Regions from separate parts of the Danio rerio genome. Here region 1 is linked to region 2. Evidence: chromatin contacts called from public Micro-C data. All regions are on one chromosome and are shown on one strand. The core of a region is the stretch at or near the end of the contact, and the rest is flanking DNA. Distances in the headings are between cores, read along the strand shown.

Evidence for each region. Hi-C and Micro-C count contacts between places; a contact is called where the count stands out from the background.
Region 1: a contact with region 2 is called in a Micro-C map of caudal fin, with 5 times the contacts expected there. The contact joins the promoter of ube2q1 here to the promoter of ubl7b in region 2. A contact is called at or near these places in 7 of 18 Hi-C or Micro-C datasets (caudal fin, embryo, fibroblasts and 2 more) and 3 of 4 datasets of contacts at active chromatin or transcription factors (caudal fin, embryo and gastrula embryo).

What each region holds. Positions count from the first base shown.
Region 1 is chr18:53,816,185-53,822,106 of GRCz12tu, forward strand. ube2q1 (ubiquitin-conjugating enzyme E2Q family member 1) reads right to left here and starts at 2,519. Exons shown (of 13, transcript NM_001308605.1): 1 at 2,096-2,519; 2 at 207-311. The coding sequence starts at 2,254. It overlaps LOC141378696 (a long non-coding RNA gene), which reads left to right and starts at 1,592. Exons shown (of 2, transcript XR_012393908.1): 1 at 1,592-1,995; 2 at 2,032-3,119.
Region 2 is chr18:53,648,529-53,654,637 of GRCz12tu, forward strand. It overlaps ubl7b (ubiquitin-like 7b (bone marrow stromal cell-derived)), which reads left to right and starts at 1,604. Exons shown (of 11, transcript NM_200360.1): 1 at 1,604-1,676; 2 at 2,785-2,962; 3 at 4,743-4,862; 4 at 4,938-5,020; 5 at 5,994-6,078. The coding sequence starts at 2,788. It overlaps cd276 (CD276 molecule), which reads right to left and starts at 524. Exons shown (of 8, transcript NM_001080622.2): 1 at 343-524.

The sequences.
Region 1 (5,922 bases), core at 1,269-3,768, 170 kb after region 2:
CAAACAACAACACTGATAAAGTCATACAAGCTGTTTCAATTTGATCATCGATGAACATGAAACCGTTCCTAAAACAGAGAGTCAGCGGATGGTCGGGATTTGCTTGTATTTTATCGTGCATGGCAGCATTATATGCAGTTTTAAGGTTGAAGATGCTACAATAAGCATGCTGTGGTAAGCAGCGGTGTAAAAGTACAGTGCTTTACCAGTGTGCTTCCCCTCCTGACCTCCTCCAGACGCTCCAGCACTCCAGTCAGACTCGGATCATCCGAATCCACAAACCATATGGGCGGCGTGGACGGGTACGACTCCTGAAAGAGCAAGATTACAGCATTACCCACAATGCACAGCAGCACTGGAGAGCTGAGGACAGCGTCTGCCCTGAAAGACTTTAGTGTAGCTGATTTAAACACTTCATTATTATTCTGGACTCAGTAATATAGATGGCCAACACTCCGGAACAATGACAACTTCAAGCACTCACAAAATAATCTAGGCCACCAGATTCAACTTCAAGCATTTTCAAGCATCTCCAGACGTGGTAGCAACCCTTACTGATCTATTCTTGAAGACAAACTCTCGATTTACCCATCTAGAGTGACGGAGAGGAGCTGATCTTCATGCTGTGTATGATCCACTATAGAGATCTGCTGACTGCAAATGTGGACAACTGCAGTGATCAAAGAAGAGGGGTGTGTGTGTGTGTGTGAGTGTGTGTGTGTGTGTGCGTGTGAATATTTGACTGACAGTGTGTTCTTATCAACATTCCTCCATTTAACAGCTCTAAAACAACACCTGCAGGAACTTACATAAAACACACACACACACACACACACACACACACACACACACACACACGCAGTGGGTTTTCAGTGTGCAAGGTCACATGTTTACTGTGTGTGTTTACGGTGTTAGGTGTGTGTATGGGTGTGTGTATGGGTGTGTGTGTATGGAGTGAGTGTTTGTTTGGTTTATTGCTTGTATAGTGTACGTGTGATCAGTGTGTGTGTGTGTGTGTGTGTGGTATGTTGTGTGATCAGAGTATGTTGCTTACAGTATGTGCGTTCAGTTTGTATGCTGTGTACATGTTTACAGTGTGTTTTCAGTGTAAACACTGTGTCTTTACTGTGTTGTGTGTGTGTGTGTGTGTGTGTGTGTGTGTAAAAAGTGAGTGTGTTTGTTTAGTGTGCTGCTTGTTTATTGTGTGATCAGTGTGTGTGTTGCTTACAGTATGTGTGTAATCAGTGTTTTCAGTGTGTACGGGGTGTGTAAGTTGCAAGAGAGTGTGTGTGCAGTGTGTTAACTGTGTATGAGTGTGTGTTTAGTCTTGCTTGTTCAGTGTGTATATGATCAGTGAGTTTGTTGTTTACAGTGTGTGTGTGTGTGGTCCATGTTTGTACAGTGTATTTCAGTGAGTGTGTGTGTGTGTGTGTGTGTGTGTGTACAGTGTGTTCCCAGTGTTTACTGTACAGTGCGTGTGTGTTTAAATGTGTGATCAGAGGTGTGTTGTGTTCGATCCTTAGTGTGTGTTCATGATGTTTGTTCTGAGTGTTTCCAGTGTGTACGATGTGTGTGTTTTTACAGTGTATGGTGTGTGTGTGTGTGTGTTCCGAGTGTGTTAGTTGTGTATGGTGTGTGTGTGTTTGTTTGTTTACAGTGTATGGTGTGTTCAGAGAGTGCATGTGTGTGTGTTTAGTGTGTGTTTACTGTACAGTGTGTATTTATTGTGTATGTGCTGTGTTTTCAGCGTATGGTGTGTGTGTGTGTGTGTGTATTTTCAGTGCGTGTTTTTGCTTACAGTGTACGGTGTGCGTTTACTACGTACTGTGTGTGTGTGTGTGTGTGTGTGTGTGTGTGTACGTAGTCCGTTAACTGTGTGTGTGTGTAGTTTGTTTTTAAGTGTACGGTGTATATTTTCAGTGCGTGTTTTTGTTTACAGTGCACGGTTTGTGTGTACGTAGTGCGCTCTCTCTGTGTGTGTGTGTGTGTGTGTGTGTGTGTGTGTGTGTGTGTGTGTGTGTGTGTGTGTAGAGTTTGTTTTTAGTGTACGGTGTGTGTTTTCAGAGTGTTTACTGTATACTGCGTGTGTGTGTACCGTGATATTGCAGTGTATGATGAGCAGCTGTTCTCCGGTAACGTTAAACTGGCAGCTCAGCTCGTCCGGTTTCCAGTCGATGATCCTGAAGCGCTCGTGATGTGGGTCAAAAATGGACTCCAGAAACTTGAGCTCGGCCTTCAGTCCCGACACCGACATCTTCCTCCGGTCATCTCCGGGCTCCGGGAGGCAGAAACCGGGCAGGAACCGGACAAACGGCGGACAAAAGCGATGCGGACAACAGCTGCGGCCGTGTTTACGTGAGTGTCAGCGCGGGAATGAAGCCGTCAGCGGGCTGGACGCTGCTCGGGGCTCCTGATCTCTGCTCTGCCGGTTTTAAAGTGCTGATCTGCCGTTAATCCTTCATGATGTTTCGGTGAAACCGGGTTCTGTGTGTTCGGTGCGGAGCGGAAGCGCTTCTCTGGGGTTTAAAGATGGAGGCGCGCCTGCGGTTGCTAAAAGGGATACAGCTGTAGCCGGAAGTTAACGAGACTTACTTATATTATTTATTAAATTATTCATTACTTGTATTTTATAAACGTCTACCCCAATTATTACAGTGATGTATTATCATTATTATTACAGTATTAATACATAATAATAATCATGTTAGTTATTAAATTACCCATTAAATTGTATTTTATTACCATCTAAGCCTACTCCAACCCTAAACCCAGCCTTCACTGTGATGTTCAAATATTAGTTATTGCTGTACAGTGTCTCAAAAATGATGCTATATTGATGTGAGTGTGCGCAGCTGGATGCCGTCTAGTGTTTACCCGCGCCTGGAGGACCCGCAGTCCCAGCATGTACCGCGCGGACCGGATGTTGATGATGAGGAGCCAGTAAACTTCATTACTCTGCAGTTTCCTGTGGCCTATAATGAATTTATTCGATTGAGATTTAATTTGGACCGTTATATATGTTCTGTTTTGGGACAGATGCAGATTTGTTAAAGTTTCACAGCGTTTAAAAACGATTTCAGTATTTTATTTCAATTAAATAAAACATTTAAAGACAAAAAGTGGCTTCATTAACGCTGTCTGGACACATCTAGACTGATCTGTACAAAGAAAACCAATATTCTGACAGTTCAGAAGCTGAAGCGTAAACATACCCATTAAAAGAAGGAGAACTTGCTGATTTATTAAAGGTTTACATTGTAAATCCCAGTAGAACCGCAGCAGAGTGACTCACAGAGACAGAACAGCGCACACCGCCCTCTGCATCCACACATTATACAGTCATCCATTTCCTTTCAGCTTAGTCCTTTATTCATCAGGGGTCACCACAGCGGAATGAACCGCCAACTGTTCCAGCATCTGTTTAGCACAGCGCATGCCCTTCCAGCTGCAACCCAGCACTGGGAAACACCCAAACACACACTCATTCACACATATACGGCCAGTTTAGCTGATACAATTCCCCTATAGCGCAGAGGCAGTAGTGTGTGTGTGTGTGTGTGTGTGTGTGTGTGTGTGTGTGTGTGTGTGATTACAATGCAGTTATTTAATGCAGTTATTTTACATCAGCTCTGTTTACATCTGACGTTCTCGAGTTCATTCCAGTGATCATGTAATTTCTGATAGTTTCCACTAGCTGGCGCTACACTCACATTTTTAAAAGCTTACAGCTTTATCCCAGAAAATAAGGAGCAAAGATAGACGAATAAACAAATAAACAAACAAACAAACAAACAATAAAAGTAAATAAATAAACAAATGAAAGTAAGTAAATGAATGAATACACAAATAAATAACAACAAATAAATAAATTCATTAACAAACAATAAAAGTAAATAAATAAATAAACAAATGAAAGAATAAATGGACAAATAAGTAAAAGAAATGAATAAAAACAATAAACAAATAAATAAAAAACTAAATAAATGAATTAATAAACAAACAGGGGGGAATGGTGTCTTACAATTGCCTCACAGCACTCAGGTCACTGGTTTGAGTCTCGGCTGGATCAGTTGGTGTTTCTGTGTGAAGTTTGCATGTTCTCCCCGTGTTGGTGTGGGTTTCCTCCAGGTGCTCCGGTTTCCCCCACAGTCCAAACACATGCGCTATAGGGGAACTGATCAACTACACTGGCTGTAGTGTATGAGTGTGTGTGTATGGGTGTTTCCCAGTGCTAGGTTACAGCTGAAAGGGAATCCACCGTGTAAAACATATGCTGGAATAGTTGGTGGTTCATTCCACTGTGGCGACCCCTGATGAATAAAGGGATTAAGCCGAAGTAAAATAAATGAACGAACACACAAATCAATAAAGTAAATAAATAGCTTACAGATTTTTAAATAACCGAATGTAATTATTGATAAATTAAACCAATTTAATGAAAGCAAACACTACCACATTATGAACATTATTATTATGATAATTATGATTTAATTCTTTATTTATTATGGATAATTATTCTGCTTGTTTAATGTTTAAACTCTCCTCATTTTGAGAAAATACTGATTTAGGCGTTTTTAAATGTTTGGACTAGAAACAGGACTAAAACTCTAGGTAAGAGCAGCCGTTTGATGTGCAGTACTCCTCCACTAGTGTGAATCAGCTCTGCCGTGTGTCTGACGGACAGATGAACAGGTTTTATATGAAGTGTGTGTGTCTCTGCTGGTCCTGACCCAGCTCTTCTGCGCTCTGATTTAAGCCAGCTCTGTCCTCTTAGCTAATTGACTTAAGCTGGTCTGTGTTCTCATCGTCAGCCTCATAAACTGCATTAGCTGCAGAACTGATGGATTGGCAGAGAACACTGAACACTTGCTCACTGTTGAGTGTGCTCAGAGTTTATACTTACATGAAGAAATACTGTATTCATTAATAAAAAATACTGCAGTGTTGTTGAACCAAACTAAAGCCAAGTGCTTTAATTAATCTGTTGTGGTGATTCTACAGTTGCTATGGTAATGGAACAATTATAGCAACTGATTTGTTGTGGTGATTCTACAGTTGCTATGGTAACACGACAGCTACAGTAATTGATCTGCTGTGTTGATTCTACAGTTGCTATGGTAACACGAAAGCTACAGTAATTGATCGTTTGTGGTGATTCTACAGTTGCTATCGTAACACGACAACTACAGTAATTGATCTGTTGTGGTGATTCTACAGTTGCTATGGTAACACGACAACTACAGTAATTGATCTGCTGTGTTGATTCTACAGTTGCTATGGTAACACGACAGCTACAGTAATGGATCTGCTGTGTTGATTCTACAGTTGCTATGGTATGGTTGCTATTCATTAACAGAGAGTTATATAAAGTATAATACACATTACTATAGTATTTCTATCTTCATATCAGGTAAATTACCTTTCTTTTTAATTATTCTGCTACTAAGGTTTGAATTTTAATTTAGCATTTAAAAAAATCAGTATACTGTTTTAATGTTTAATTTAAATTTCCTTTTAAAGTTTCAGCCACTTTGTTTATTTGTTTTTTACTAATATATATATATTGTTGTTAATTTGCATGTCAGTTTTATTTTTATGCATCAATTTAGACTGAATGAAAATGAGAAATGAATATAGAAACTAGTTGAAATAAAATGGCTTTATTATGTCTTTTATTTCAGTTTGTGTTTAATTGAGCTGTTTTTACCTTTACTGAACTATAATACACCTTATTGGCTACATATACACGACAATACACTGTAGAGTCTCTGAGCCCATAATGAGTCTGTGTGCTGTCAGAGATGCAGAAACAGAGACTGACTCTGGATCAGATTACTGTGTGTTTACTAGGTTAGAGAGACAGTAGAGACGGAGACGCTGATAAACATTAAACATTATCCAATTACAGCCAGCAGAGCACTG
Region 2 (6,109 bases), core at 354-2,853:
TAAAACCTAAACAGTTAAAAAGCAGCGTTGTTTCACTATGAGAGGAACTTTGAATCTCCGGTTCACTCATCCCGATCGACACCGGTTCATTGATTCGCTTTCTCCGCGCAGTTTATTCTAACATTGCTCTTTGACGATATAAACTGAAATAAGTGGCGCTTAGTGTGAGGCGGTTATTGAGGAGTTTAAACGAGTGACGGTTATTTGTGGCAGTTATTGGGAGTTTAAATGTGTGGCGGTTACTGAGGAGTTTAAATGCGTGTCGGTTATTGAGAAGTTAAAATTTGTGGCAGTTAATAATGAGTTTGAATGTGTGGCGGTTATTGCAGTTTTTTTACTCACCGCGGCTTCTCTGTATCAGCAGACCGGGGAAAAGGCACTCTCTGCGGGCTCCGGCATTCCCGATCAGGCCCTCAGCTCCGGTGAACTCTCTGGAAGCTCATGTTTATCCGCAGAAATGATGATGATGAGGGAAACAGCGGCTGCTCGAGTCCAGCTGGTTCAATTTTTTCCTCCGGTCGGACTCGGAAAGTGAATAATAAACCACTCCTATACCATTCCTGCGCTCGGTCCAGCCTGGTGACGTCAGCACTTCTGGAGCAGCTCAGCCAATCACGGCCGCTCTCTATATTTTAACAATAACGGTAATTAAAAGAAAGAAAGAAAGAAAGAAAGAAAGAAAGAAAGAAAGAAAGAAAGAAAGAAAGAAAGAAAGAAAAAACATGGTCTATCTCCGTATTTTACAAAAGCAAAAAAAGTTAATAGAACCTATAAAATATTTTGTTATATATTATAATATAGTAAACTAACTTTTACATTATATTATATTATATTATATTATATTATATTATATTATATTATATTATATTATATTATATTACATTCCCAGAGATGGGTTGCGGCTGGAAGGGCATCCGCTGCGTAAAACCAATTCTCAATAAGTTGGCGGTTCATTCCGCTGTAGCGACCCCAGATTAATAAAGGGACTAAGCCAACAAGAAAATGAATGAATGAACCAATATATTATATTATATTATATAACATATTTGGCCTGTTTTAAAATATGTCATGTAATAACAACAATAATATAATAATAATAAAAGTATAATGTAATTATTGTTATTGAAGTGAAATAATAAAATAATGTAAATAAATTAGTTAATGTAATTAAGAGGAAAGGCTCCAGGGTATCTTGTTACCACCAGAGGTTCCAAAGAGTTCCAAACTTTACAAAGAAATCACCATGAGGGGGGCAAATGTCCTTTTAGGGTTTGCTTTGGTTTTTATCACTATAATACTACTTCTTGATTCACATTTCATTTCAATAAAACATTTAGAAATTACTGATTTTAAAACAGGTTTCAATGGAAAAAGTGTTCTCCCTGCAGTGCCCCTGAAGCCCACTTGGGGTCGCAGAGCCGTAAAACTATTTCTGATTTTTTAAATGACAAACATATAAAATATAAATTATGCCATACCATTTTTATTTTATGCTTATGCACATCATTTACAGATGCAAAATGAGACATAATGCGCGCGTCTGTGTCTTTAAGACATGTTTGCAAGACTTTTATTTTGTCGGTCGGAGGAAACTGTGCGTGGCGTCACATCCTTCCATCAGCTGTTGACAAAACGCTGCCTCACCGACTGCTGGATGAACAAATCGGGATAAACCGGTAATATTTTGGTCTTTTTGATTATTATTTAATCCTCACCGTGATCAGGTGTTCAGATGTTGTGTCTGAGATCGATAGCTAATCGATGTTAATAAGATAATCTATCATTTGTGCTTTAAACTGCCTGTAAAACTGAAAGTGAGAGCAGGAACTGATACCAAAACAACACTGAGCCAGGTTTTTACTAACAGTAATAATGATATCAATGATGATGATAATGCCATACTTTCCCATTTGACTGATCACAGTTCACCAGAACAGGTTGTTTGTATTTATTAGGTTTGCTTAATTGTGCAAAGGCGTCATTAGCAGATTAAACAGGTTTACGTTCGTGTGTTTCATTTGTTTACATTATATGTGTTTTATATGTGCTGTGTATATTTATTATATACAGTTTAGTGCTTTCAAAACATTAATCCCATCCAAGATAATGTAGATAAAATACAAATGCGTATTTGGAAATAATTTGTATGTGTATTATATATAAACAAACAAATATATGAACTTTTATTTTGGATCCAATTAATTACGGTTAATCTTTTGACAGCATTAGTGAATCAATTGTTTATTATTTATTAATTATTAATTATTTTATGTGGACTTTAAATATTAGTATAATAGTGATAATAATGAAAATAAATACACACTCCCAGGGCTGTTTATGGAAGTTGACATTTAGCTGCACCATGTTGGTGTTTCGTAACATCTATTTTACGATGTGGGTCGTTATCCCAACACTCAACCCCCAACCTGGAGGACCAGGACATACACAAATACACCTTACAGACCATTTAGTTGATCAATTCCCGTATAGCGCATGTGTTTGGACTGTGGGAGAAACTGGATCATCCGCAGGAAACCCACACCGACACGGGGAGAACATGCAAACTCCACACAGAAACACCAACTGACCTAGCTGAGACTCAAACCACCGACCTTCTTGCTGTAAGACAATTGTGCTACCCACTGCACCACCGTGCCACCCCTAATAATCAAAATACGACTTTAAAATAGCCCTAAATGTCTGAATCACAGAGTGCATAAAGAAATTCTCCTCGTATATGATTTTACACGAATAACCATCTGTGTGTTGTTGTTTGTTCTGCAGAATATGGCGAGTTCAGCTTGGCATCTCTCTCTGAAAGTCAGCGACAAACCCAAAGCACTGTTCCAGTTTCCAGATCCTGAACCTGGAGATGTTCATCCAGGAGGATATCAGGTGTCCACGCTCAAGCAGCTGATCTCAGTGCAGTTATCAGACTCTCTGCCCGACCCCGATCTCATCGGTCAGTTCTGCTGCAGAAGATATTATAGACCATAATATGACACTTTTTATTTTGTCCATAAGACATACAGTGCTTACTCATATTTTAATCTAACTCTCAGTGAATATAGACTATATTACTGTGCAATTAAACAGTTTTATGAAGCGGTTATATTCATTAAAATAAGAGTTTGGGCATCGAATATCTTCAGGAATATACAGATAACACATTTAAATTCAATTATTACCGCTTCACAGCAAGAAGGTCGCTGGTTCGATTAGCAGTTCATTCCACTGTGGCGACCCCTGATTATTAAAGGGACTAAGCCGAAAAGAAAATGAATAAATGAGTTTTTGTGAAACATCTCAACATTTATTTATTTATTCATTTATTTATTTATTTATTCATTTATTTATTTATTCATTATTTTTTATTCATTTATTTATTCATTTATTTATTCATTCATTTATTTATTTTATTAATTCATTTATTTTTTCATTCATTAATTTATTAATTTATTTATTCGATCATTTATTTATTCATTCATTTATTTATTTTATTCATTAATTTATTTATTCATTCATTTATTTATTTATTTATTTAATTAATTATTTATTCATTTATTTATTCATTTATTTATTTATTTATTCATTTATTTAGTTATTCATTCATTTATTTATTCATTCATTCATTTATTAATTTATTTATTCATTCATTTATTTATTCATTTATTTTTTATTCATTTATTTATTTATTCATTCATTCATTCATTTATTCATGTATTTATTTATTCATTTATTTTTTTTATTCATGTATTTATTTATTCATTTATTTATTTATTCATTTATTTATTTATTTATTTATTCATTCATTTATTTTATTCATTTATTTATTTATTCATTCATTTATTTATTCATTCATTCATTTATTCATTCATTTATTTATTTATTCATTTATTTATTCATTTATTTATTCATTCATTTATTTATTCATTCATTTATTCATTCATTTATTTATTTATTTATTTATTTATTTATTTATTTATTTATTCAATTATTTATTTATTTATTTATTTATTTATTTGTTTGTTTGTTTATTCATTCATTTATTATTACATGTTTATTTAAAATTATCAGGGTGAATGTACAATGTTCTTCCAGAAATATAATCAAAGGCAAGTTTTACAAAGAATGTGTCATGAGTTATGAGCAAAATAATAATAAAAAAAATATATTATTATAGATAGATAGATGGATGTATGGATAGATAGTTGGCGGTTCATTCCGCTGTGGCGACCCCTGATTAATAAAGGGACTAAGCCGAAAAGAAAATGAATGAATGAATAAAAACATCCTGTAGAAAATATTAATGTAAAAGACAGATTTTTGAGGGGTGTACTCAGTTATGCTCAGCATTGTACACTTTAAGATATAATCATTAGATATTTTGGTCGCATTTTATTTGAATGTACAATTCTTACAATTAACAAACCATTATTATCTGATTTTTAGCTCAATAATATACTAATTGGCAGCTTTATTAATAGTTAATAAGGTATTAGTTGGGTTTAGGTATTAGGGTTTTTAAATGTATTATTATTATTATTTAATTTCAGCCATACTTAACAAAATAAGACTTTCTCCAGAAGAAAAATATAATAGTAAATGCTGTGAAAAATGTCTTTGCTCTGTTAAGCATCACTTGGGAAATAATTAATAAATGTATAAATACATTTAAACTCTCCAACTGTATATCGTAATATGAGATCTGTGTCTTCATCTAACAGCATGCTCTTCTGCAGATTTTGTGCACTGCGGCTGTGTGCTGAAGGATGATCTCACACTAGATTCGTACGGCATCAAGTCTGGATCAACTCTGCATATCATCAAGAAGACGTGGCCGGAGCCGGAGATCCAGCCTGGTGTGTTTAGAGCTCATTTCTGATGAGACATTCCTGAATTATATTCTGTCTGTGATGTGTTTCTGCATCTTTTAGAGCCCGTCAACAGATCTGCAGCCGCCAGAGAGTTCAGGATGCTTCAGGCCGCGATGCTCTCCAATGCAACATACAGAGAAGCGGTACCAAAGACTCTAGATAAAATACAAGACACGTCACTCCTGTAGTTTTCAGTGGGCAAATGTGGTTGTTGCTAGAAGGGATACAGCTGTGGCCAGAGGTTAACAAGAATTAATTATGCAATTTATAAAATTATACATTATATGTATTTTATAAACATCTCCCCCTACCCAAACCCTCACAGTCATGTAAATACAGTAATTACGCAGAGTAATGTTCATATTATTTATTAAATGAACAATTAAATCATATTTTATGATCATTTACCGCTATCCCAACCCTCACAGTAATGTAAAAATATTAGTTATTGTTGTAGAGCGGTGCTCTCAAACCGGGTTCCTGCCTCAGTTCTGCACAGTTTTGCTCCAACCCTAATCAAACACAGCCAATCCAACTAATCAAGGTATCAACTACTAGAGACTCTTAAGCTGGTGTGAGTTGGAGGTGGTTGGAGATAAACTATGCAGTTCCTGTGGGTTTTCCTCCGGTTTCCCCTACAGTCCAAAAGACATGCAGTACAGGTGAATTGGTTAGGCTAAATTGTCCATAGTGTATGAGTGTGTGTGTGAATGTGCTATAAGCTGATATAAGCTTTACATGCTATATATATATATATATAACTGATATAAGCATGTAAAGCTTGCAGTTTGTCTCTTCCGCCTAAATGGATCTTCAGTTTCTTATTAAACCTTCTGACCAATCAAATGCTCTCTAGTCTCTGACTTGCCCCGCCCCCTTCTTCTCATTGGCTTTTCATTTAAAGCGCTTGATCTCATCTACTCTCCCTGGCAGAGCTGTGATAAAACAACACCATTGGGGGTTTTTTTTAAAGAGGGGAGGAGCTACTCTATGCCCCGCCCTCTCTTCATGTTTCAGTCTAGGTTACATCAAACATGGAATTAATTAAATGCACAGTTCAAAGCACTTTGCTGGAGCTTTACTGAAGCAGTTCAGCACTCTCTCATTGATCTTCAGGTGTTTAAGATGCTGGCCAATAAAGAGTCGCTGGACCAGATCATCGTGGCATCTCCAGGCCTCAGCTCAGACCCGGTCGCATTAGGTACATTTACTTACAAACTCCTCCCTCCCTC